2 separate regions of the Mus musculus genome follow, and region 2 is linked to region 1. A link is a contact called in public Hi-C data. All regions are on one chromosome and are shown on one strand. Each heading gives the region's core, a stretch centred on a gene start, on an enhancer-like site or on the middle of the called end of the contact. The rest is flanking DNA. Distances are from core to core; before and after follow the strand shown. Region 1 has its middle 29 kb from the start of Gm31711. Region 2 has its middle 440 kb from the start of Gm31711.

What was found. A called contact is a pair of places that touch in the nucleus more often than the background predicts.
Region 2: a Hi-C map of liver shows a contact between it and region 1, with 4 times the contacts expected there. The contact joins two enhancer-like sites. A contact is called at or near these places in 1 of 484 Hi-C or Micro-C datasets (liver) and 1 of 115 datasets of contacts at active chromatin or transcription factors (pancreatic cancer cells).

What each region holds. Positions count from the first base shown.
Region 1 is chr13:16,287,941-16,293,121 of GRCm38.p6, reverse strand. No RefSeq gene overlaps it. Among named protein-coding and RNA genes, the nearest start is that of Gm31711, 29 kb to the right of the region's middle. Within about 2 kb of position 1,316, at least 9 of the 459 cell types and tissues checked have an H3K27ac peak or open chromatin away from gene starts, as enhancers often do. A contact at or near this core is called in liver, where this site is marked.
Region 2 is chr13:16,699,062-16,704,398 of GRCm38.p6, reverse strand. No RefSeq gene overlaps it. Among named protein-coding and RNA genes, the nearest start is that of Gm31711, 440 kb to the right of the region's middle. Within about 2 kb of position 1,663, at least 4 of the 459 cell types and tissues checked have an H3K27ac peak or open chromatin away from gene starts, as enhancers often do. A contact at or near this core is called in liver, where this site is marked.

The DNA of each region.
Region 1 (5,181 bases), core at 67-2,566:
CCAATGCTATCCCAAAAGTTCCCCATACCCTCCCCACCCCCCACATCCCTACCAACCCACTCCCACTTCTTGGCACTGGTGTTCCCCTGTACTGAGGCATATAAAGTTTGCAAGACCAATGGGCCTCCCTTTCCAATGATGGCAGAGTAGGCAATCTTCTGATACATATGCAGCTAGAGACACAAGCTCTGGGAGAGTACTGGTTTGTTCATATTGTTGTTCTACCTATAGGGTTACAGAACCCTTTAGCTCCTTGGTTACTTTCTCTAGCTCCTCCATTGGGGGCCCTGTGATCCATCCAATAGCTGACTGTGAGCATCCACTTCTGTGTTTGCTAGGCTCTGACATAGCCTCACAAGAGACAGCTATATCTGGGTCCTTTCAGCAAAATCTTGCTAGTGTATGCAATGGTGTCAGCGTTTAGAGGCTGATTATGGGATGGATCCCTGGGTATGGCAGTCTCTAGATGGTCTATCCTTTCTTCTCAGCTCCAAACTTTGTCTCTGTAACTCCTTCCATGGGTGTTTTGTTCCCAATTCTAAGAAGGGGCAAAGTGTCCACACCTTGGTCTTCGTTCTTCTTGAGTTTCATGCGTTTAGCAAATTGTATCTTATATCTTGGGTATCCTAAGTTTCTGGGCTAATATCCACTTATCAGTGAGTACATATCGTGTGAGTTCTTTTGTGATTGGTTTACCTCACTCAGGATGATGCCCTCCAGGTCCATCCATTTGCCTAGGAATTCCATAAATTCATTCTTTTTAATAGCTGAGTAGTACTCCATTGTGTAAATGTACCTACAGAACTCCAAATAGACTGGACCAGAAAAGAAATTCCTCCCGACACATAATAGTCAGAACAACAAATGCACTAAATAAAGATAGAATATTAAAAGCAGTAAGGGAATAAGGTCAAGGAACATATAAAGGCAGGCCTATCAGAGTTACACCAGACTTTTCACCATGCCTTTCTTATTCCAGAGCATCTCCCTGTCTTAGCTGTCAATTGTTAACTCTCTGCAGGTGAAATTCCTACTGAGTTAATCATTACCTTACATTTTCAGCGAGCTTTGGCATCAGAAGACTTCTTGGTGCATCTGTGTAGGCCAGAAATGGGAAGCATTCTTCATCTTTAAAAATGATTGCTAGAAGTTGCACTGTGATAGCAAGAAGGACAGGTCAGGTGGGACTTCCTGAGACAGTGAGTTCGAGGTACTTCCTGTGGCCCAACTGTAACTAAGGGAAAGGCTACTCACAGATAATCTGAATAGACTATGACCTTGCCCGTTGGGACAGCGATCCAAACAGGTCATGTCCTCTTTTCCTGGCTAAGTCCAGAGTCCTATGCAGAAAGGGAGTGATCATTGCATGAGGACATCTGCATGCACGCTTACCTACTGGAGGCTGGGCTTTTAGCCAGGACCATGTTAATCCTCCTGGTTGGTGTTGTTGACTTTCCCTCACTCCTCCATGATAACACCAACATTTGACATTATCAACTTTTTCTGCTTTTGTCTCCATGAGTAGAGACATAAGAAAGATGAGGGGTTTGTTTGTTTAGAAAAGATAGACCCTATATTCGATTTATCTTTGTATATTAGTTTGCAGAAGGGCACTTCTCTTAAGGTAGGCACATGACAGTATCATGATTAGTTCATGCACATGCAGGAACATCCATGGAGGTGTGTGTTGAGGCAGCTGGGTGAAAATCATGATTCTCTTATCTATTCACTACTGGTCACTCATGTGTTTCTTTTTTGTGCCCATCTCTAGGTGTACAAAAATGTCTCTGACTTGCTTTGTAAAAAGTCTGTTGTCTATATGCTTAAAAACATTAAGTCAAAGTTAGTTGACAGGAAGGTTCAAATCCAACTAACTTCCTCCAACTACCTTCATCATCAACCAATGCCGAATACTTAAATGGATGGTGCAGCTCCAGAGCTAAGACCTTGAAGTAAAAATAGCAAAGCGAGTCTCTTTGCTTGCCATAGTTAAAATGGAACAAATTACTGGGCACAGTTTCAAGGATCCTAGAGAAAAAGTCTCAGTGAGGAGGGGGGCACAGTGGCAAAGATACTGACATAAAGCTCCAGCTTGGGAAAATGCCAGGGTCCACTCAGAATCCACTGGGCATTTATCTGGCAATGAAGAGTGACTGTGAAGGCCAAGTTTCAGTTTTGCCACTCAATTAGTAATGGAAGCATTTTCCTAATAAGTTCAGGTCATTTGCACTTCTCTTGTAACTGCTTGTCCAGTGAAACTGCCATGCTTGGGAGAGCCAGAAACTATAATCCAAGAGCGGGGGCAGGCATTCCCCTTATCAAGCTTTTGACACAAATATTTACACTGCATTTTTTTCCTTCCATTATTCTGAAAAAAAAAAAGATTTTGTAGTTTTTTTTCCTGACATATGCCAAAGCAGGTTTTTAAATTTTGCAAGTATGCAAATAGCAAATGGAATAAGAAATTCATGCAGATGCTTTCTCAGATTTTCAAATGCAGAACATCATGTTATGCTGGTTCCAGAAGTTATAATTGCACTTAAAAGTCCTGCCTTGGTGTGGCATTTGGGGACTTTAGGGACTCTGCACACTAATTCATGTCTGACTTTTACAGCTTTGTAATCAGCCCTATTCATAAGGACCAGCTTATAAAAAACACATTTCTTCTCTGGAAGGCAAAGCTATGATTAATGAGGGCTTCAAGAGCCTCTGGGTGCTCTAGAGCCCAGTGAATAGGTGGCACTCTGGCCATGCCCAGAAACGTCTGCCAGTCTTCAGCTCCCATATTACTTTAAGAGAGCTCTTTCTGGCTGTTCATGTGCAGAAGACAGTGTCTCCTTTGGGGCAGGATGCATTGTGTAGTACCCCATCTCCTCTTCTCTCCCTGGGATCTTTTAGTAATCTATCCCAAGTGGCAAACTTTCAGGAATGTCTCCTTTAGAAGTCTTACAAAGTGTGTAAGCTTGTATCATTCCTGTATTCTGAGGAATAAAGGAAAGCTCTTTATAGAACTGGAAACATTTCCTTTCAAACAAAGGCAATGAAGTACTCCCCAGGGCTGGGCCAACACAATTCATTCCTCTGCCTCCTGAGGCCCAAATGGTGAAAGACAAGAGTGTCTTCCCTTCAAACAGTTCCAAGAGCCTAGGTCTGGAAGGACATCCCATCCAGAATGTCTGCACACACTGGACAGACAGTAGCTCCAGCTCCTGTGTCATGCTGTTTAATCTAGGACATCTGGCCACCCTATGTGGGAGCCTGTCTTCTGCGTGCCCTCCAGTGCAAGGAGGACATGTTCTGTGTCGGGGAGTGCTGGCTGCCATGGAAATGAAGCCAATTAGAAAAGACAATAGTGCAGAGTTGGCTCATGGCTGGATCTTGCACTGGAAAGTAATTATAGGTAGCCAAATTACCTCAGTCTATGTAAATTAATTATCTAATTAATTTATTTTTTACACTTCATATTTTGTACCCACCATCCACCCTCCAACTGTTCTACATCCTATATCTCCACCCCCAGGCCCCCCGTCTCCACATGGATGTTCCCACTACCCACCCCCACCCCACCTGACCTCTAAGCTCCCTGGATCCTCCATTCTCTTGAGGGTTAGATGCATCATCTCTGAATGAACACAGACTGGGAAGTCTGCTACTGTATGTGTGTTGGGGGCCTCATATCAACTGTTGTATGCTGTATGTTTGGTGGTCCAGTGTTTGAGAGATCTGGGGGTCTAGATTAATTGAGACTGCTGGTCCTTCTATAGGATCACCCTTCTCCTCAGCTTCATTCAGCCTTCACTAATTCAACAACAGGGGTCAGCTGCTTCTGTCCATTGGTTAGGTGCAAACATCTGCATCTGACTCTTTAAGGTGCTTGCTGGGTCTTTCAGAGGGCAATCACGTTAGGTCCCTTTTTGTAATAGTGTCAGGTCTTGGGACCTCCCCTTGATCTGGATTCCATTTTGAGCCTGTTGCTGGACCTTCTTTTCCCCAGGCTCCTCTCCATTTCCATCCACGTAATTCTTTCAGACAGGAACAATTATGGGTCAGAATTGTGACTGTGGGATGGCAACCCCATCCCTCACTTGATATCTTGTTTTCCTACTGGAGGTGGGCTCTCTAAGTTCCCTCTCCCTATGGTCAGGGCATTTTACATAAGGTCCCCTTCTTTTGTGCCCTGAGAATCTTTCACCTCCCAGGTCTCTGGTGCATTCTGGAGGGTCCCCCAACCTGATATTTCCTGAAGTTGCCTGTTTCCATTCTTTCTGCTGGCCCTGAGGCTTCAGTCCTTTTCCCTCACCCAATACCAGACCAAGTTCCCCTCTCCCTCCAACTTCCCCCTCCCCCATCCACTTTCCCTCTCAGGTCCCTCCCTCCCACCCCACTTGTGATTGCTTTCTTCTCTCTCCCAAGTGGGTCAGAGGCTTCCTCACTTGGGCCCTTCAGATTGTTGATCTTTTTGAGTTCTGTGGACTGTATCTTGGGTATTATGTACCTTTTTTTTTTTTTTCTAACATCCACTTATTAGTGAGTACATACCATGCATGACCTTTTGGGTCTGAGTTACCTCACTCAGGATTATATTTTCTAGTTCCATCCATTTGCTTGTAAAACTGGGGATATCCTCGATCTTAATAGCTGAGTAGTATTTCATTGTGTAAATAAACCACATTTTCTGTATCCATTCTTCTGTCATGGGACATTTGGGTTGTTTCCAGCTTCTGGCTGTCACAAATAAGACTGCTATGAACATAGTGGATCACATGCCCCTGTGGCATGGTGGGGCATCTTTTGGGTATATTCCCTAGAGTGGTATAGCTGGGTCTTCAGATAGATCTATTTCCATTTTTCTGAGTAACCTCCAGATTGATGTTCAGAGTGGTTGTTCCATTTTGCAATCCCAGCAGCAACAGAGGAGTGGTCCTGTTTCTCTACATCCTGTCCAACATGTGTTGTCACCTGAGGTTTTGATCTTAGCCATTCTGAGTGATGTAAGGTGGGCTCTCAGGGTCATTTTGATTTGCATTTCTCTGATCACTAAGGACTTTGAACATTTCTTTAGGTGCTTCTCAGACATTCCTCACTTGTGAATTCTCAGTTTAATTCTATACCTCATTTTTGATTGGGTTGTTTGGTTTTTTGGTGATTAACTTTTTGAGTTCTTTATATATTTCTGATAAT
Region 2 (5,337 bases), core at 414-2,913, 410 kb before region 1:
GTATTCTAGATGGACAGGGGAAAAGCAAACCTCTTCAAAACTCACATTGTAATTTGATTGTCATTATGATAACCCTTGGGGGGAGTTTAAGAGGTGATTGTGCCATTCATTTAGAAAGGTCCATGTGTTTTAGGAGCATGTTCTCCCTTTCATGTGAACTAGATTATAGATTATAAATCAAAGATGTTGCTCATAATAGTCTTTTACCACTCCTTACTTGCTTTTCTGCTTCCTGATGTGATGAAAAGCAATGTGAGGATTCTTTCTCTAAAGTGAAGAAATATGGAAGACATGGCTGTGACCTCCAAACATCCCAAGCCATGGTCTAGCCAAAACCTTTATACTTCATTGATCATAGTCTCATGTATTCTGTTAACACTAATAGGAATGGTACTAAGACAAGGTTTTAAGCTCCTTACTTAATGGCATCTCAGAATTAACTTCTGGTTTCTATAAATTTCAAGGCTGGATTTTTTTTCTTTTATTTATTTTTCATTCTTTCCTTCTTTCCTTCTTTACTTTTGACATTTTCTTTTTATCACACTACATATCTGTGTTTCTTCTTGCGCTTGCCAATGTACTGCCAAAGACCCCTCAACCAAGCCTTTAGATTATCTCAGGGTGTTAATGCAGCCTATAGCCAACTCTTACTAGCCTCCAGTCACCTAGTATCATCCCTTTCCTGTTTTGGCCGCTCTAGTGTCACTTCTGTGATTAGCCATGATGTGTCACAAGAGTCAATTTTACCTCTAAGGTACTGGAAGCTTTGGAGTTCTACATATGTAGCATGCTTTACCAAAGAATTAGATATCTGGGAGGGGTTAAAATTGTCTCCTCATCTTATTTTCTAACTACACTAAGATGAGAGAGGCCAAGGGTACACATTTGGTGATTTATGTTACTTAAATTACTTAGCAAAGCCTGAGTTGGAAAGTGCCTCTTCAGAACTGGACAAAGCTTGTTTCCTGGAATGCCAACTCTATAGTTCCCAAATGAAGCCATGATACACAGAAGTCACTTATTCATGAAAAAAGGGTCAAATCATGTGTTTATACTAGCAGCCCAAGGATGTTTTGGGGATCCAAGAGAGTTCTCTTGGTGGTCAGCCAACAGGAAGATTGAAGCTAATATTTGATTAACAGAATAAACTTTATTAGATAGTAACTAACTCAGACATCACATTTCTCTTTGAAAGGTTTCGATTGAGATACCTAATGCCAGGCTCCAGAAATACACAGGAGACACAATATCACAATGGTAAGGTGCATAGTACACTCCTGCCGTCCCCCAAATGGGAAGAAGCAGGTGTTCCAGGCCAGGATAGTCTATACAGTGATACTGTCTCTACAAACACACAAACAAATCAAGGAGCTAGACTTTCGAGCAGAGACAGCCCAATCCTTGACTTGGGGAATGTCAAGTCTAAGTTGCCAAGCTCTGGGTTTTCCCATATACAGTGATGGTTCAACTCTGGTATAATGTCGTCTTTACTTTGTATATTTAAAGCAACCACACCAAACAAGGCCTGTGAGGTACCACCTGGGTCTTGTCATTTGAGAAAGCCTAAGACTTTTACTTAGGTTCCAGTATTAGTGGAAGAGAGTGGCTCACCTTTGCCCTCCTGAGTGAATGGCAGGGTTAGCAAGTTGGCAAACAGGTTGTCCTGGAAAAGAGTCCCCTGTTTCCTTTTTGATATTTGGGAATAAGGTTCACAGAGGAAAGTAACTGCTTCTGATAGACTGAATGCAAAGTAAGAGATGGCTAAATGCTCCCCTACCTCCAGTATGCAGAAAAAACTCACACCAGTGCCAGGGAACCAGAGACTGTGCTTAACGTTTGGCTGAAGAATTGCTCCTTAGCTGAGGATGCCATAGTCTTTGCATATCTACCCAGGTGAAGTGAACAGTAGCCCCAGGGTTACCTAAGATACAAACTCTGAGCCATCTTGTGTTGGGAACGCCTTGACAAGCAGCCAGAAAGCATCCCTTCTGTGCCCCTCCTCATCTCCACAAAGGACAAAGTGCAGGTTGTTGCTTCAGGTGAGTACTGTTCTGGGAAAACAAGGAAAGCAAACAAATACTGCTGTGTGGTTGACTGATTCCCAGGCTCCATTTCAAAGGCAGTCCCCTATGGCATTGTTTGCTCCTGTTTTTCTCAGCATAGGTGTTTGGTATCATGCATGCAGACCTATTCTGAGATCTCTAAGGAAAGAAAGCATTTAGTTTACAGTGTGAAGCAAAGAATGTCCTTTTTTTTTTTTTTTTTTAAAGATCTATCACATGTAAGAGTTCCCAGTTGTGCCAGTATCAAGACACTGAGGGTACATGAGAAAAATCCACATGGGTGTGCCTTTAAAAAAGAGTATATTTCAATGGCTTTTCTGAGGTATCTTAGGGGCAATATTTGTCCTTGATTCAAGCACAGCACCCTCTATGGTACAACTGTCCTCCTCCCAAGCTTAGGATATGGAAGGAAAGGCCAGGTCAGTAGGAAATTGCAAATAAATATTACACTATTATATTGTCTGGCATCATTAACAGGCATGCTGAAATTCTGAAAACTTTCCCCCATGTTTTCTCAATCATGAACATGGTTAGTTGGTCAGAACGGCCTCTCTTTATTCCAGCTTGGATTTCTAGCAAATTAAGTGGGCTTACTCCATTATGAAGGAAAGAGGAAAATCTGCCTTTAACTGTGAGGTAGAAAATTGAATGTAGAAAATATGTACACGGGTAAAAAGCACATGAAGAAATGAAATTCAAAGGATGCTTTCTAAAATGGGGAAGAGGAGGGAAAGAACCATGTTCTGAGCTTTGGGTCCAGACTGAGTACCAGGAGTGGATTTCATAAGCTCAGCCTTGGTGTCCCTGAAGGAGAACCTCTCCTGCCTTCTGCTTCTGTCATTGTAATTACTCCCTCACATCAGGAAGGTCTAAGCATGGCTCAGAAGTCATAGCCAGGTAGGTGGGAACATGATACAGAGCACAATACAGAGCAAGCACTGGCTCAGTCTGAGGTCTTAATCAGGTCCTATAGGAAAATTCAAGTCCATAGGCTTTAGTGCTTGCCTGATGATTAGCTAACCATAGACGGGCAACTCAGGAATTCTGCAATGGCATCACTAGAAAACAGTTCCTATTTTAAAAAAATAATCCATGTAAAAATAGTAAAATTCTTTCTTCTGTTTAATAGTTTCCTCTCTTAACACACCCAACAGCACATGCTGGCCAAGACCCAAGCAATAGTACTCAGGTTAATCTCTGAAATATGTCAGCAGCTTAGCACAGCAGAACAGTTTTTGAAATGTGACTAGCAACAGCCACTAGGACAAGGCTTCTCTTTACATGTACAGGACTTGCATTTTACCTGTGTATTCAGCATAGGAATTCTTCACCTTCTTTCGCTATCAAATAAGTGATTCACAACCACAAATTATGTTGCTAATTTTATAGCTAGCTTAGATGGAAGCCTCTGACCTGGGTATGTTCTTATCACTTTTTCCTGGAGTGAAATGCAGCCTAGGAAGAGGAAGGCAATCATCTGTACCATGGGTATAGTCATAGAGTTTGTGACATGTGCCTCCTATACTTATGTGTCCCATAGGGATACTATTCCTGGGTTTTCACATATGCATACACATATGCATCCATTTAACATATTTATATGTATTCAATGTATTGTTTAAAGATTTCAAAAGCCTTGGCAATTTTAGCTGTCCTATCAATAACCAAAGGTTCAAATGGCTAGCTACAAACTTGCTTTCCACTTTCTTTTGGCTCTTCCTTAAAACACAACACACACACACACACACACACACACACACACACACACACACAGAGAGAGAGAGAGAGAGAAATTAATTCCTATAAAAAGCAATTAGTTCTATTGCCTGTTTTTAATAAATAATAGTTAAAATTATCAGTTTAAATATTGTCAGAAAATATTTCTGTGATTTTTAAAATAAAAACTGATGTATAATTATTTATTCATATATATGAAGGCTTTGACTGCATAGAGGTATGCGTACCACATGAGTACTATGTCTGCAGAGTCCAGAAAAGGGAGCTGAAATTTTTGGAGATGCAGCTACAAATAGCTGTTTTGTGGGTGCAGAAAACCAAACCAGGTCCTTTGCAAGAACAGCAAATGTTCTTAACCATAGAGTTATCTCTCTAGTCCCTCATTCATTAATTCTTATGCCAGTGTTAAGCCATTTGTATTTTTGCTAGGTTAAATATATATTAAGACCTTTGCTGTTTGCATGCTCATTTTTGTCCATGAACTTTAGAGCTATTTTCCCAAATTCCAATAACAAAAGAAAAGTAGTCATGTCAGGAATTTGAGCATGTGTCAAAATATCACATCTAGTAAGTGTCTACTCTGCTGTTTATTGAGTTTTGTGGCTCATTTTAATTAGAATCCCTGTAGTGTTCATCGCCAAGTACACCCTCTGACAGGGATGCTTCTGATTGTGATAAGGAAGCAGTCATCCATCTTTGCTTAGGTCTCTGGTGTTGGAGTCTGTCCAGTGCTTTTTCCAACATCCATTGCGGTGATTGTCTGGTTTTCTCATTACTGTCTTATGTGGACTCTCACTCCAGTTAAATTAAACTGTTTGCTCATTTCAGAAATTTATGCTTTGTATAAATCACTCGCTTTTACTGGATAAAGTTCTGCATCAGGCAGTATTTCCATGGGAAAATGAAAGAAATACCAAAGTGCAGCATCTGAAACAGAAGAGGAAACACCAAAGGCCATTTCATTGAGAAATCCAGGAGCATTGGTCCAGTGGGTATCACAGGACACAGTTCTACTCCCCTTTTCTTTCTGAAAACTTGGCATTTGTCCCTATAGAAGACATTCTCCCTTATCATCTCTGACATTCTGCTGGCCAGCAGGTATGATCTCTGCATCCCACCCTATTAGAGTGGCTCTTATAGACAATGGCATGTGTTTCCCAAATGATCAGGGTTCAACTGCTGATCCTAGCATGCACGTGAGAACAGTAGGATCAGGTGAAAGTTACACTGCTTCTAGGTTTCATGATGTTATTGCCAGTGTGGCTCCACACTACAGAGCACTGATTTTCTAACATAGATATTTGGGTGCAGCCTTCCTTTTCTTTGCGATCTGTGACAACCCCCAGGGAACTCCTTTCTTCTGCCACTATTTCTTCACCTCCACCATTTCTCATGGTGGTCCCACTTCTTAAACTCCAAACAGGTAGTAGAGAGTGAAGAGGCTTACAACTCAAAGTAATACTATGCATTAATAGGATTCTCAGTCTGGAGACATTCTCTTTAAAGTGTAAGCATCCTGGAAGGAATGACAGTGTTG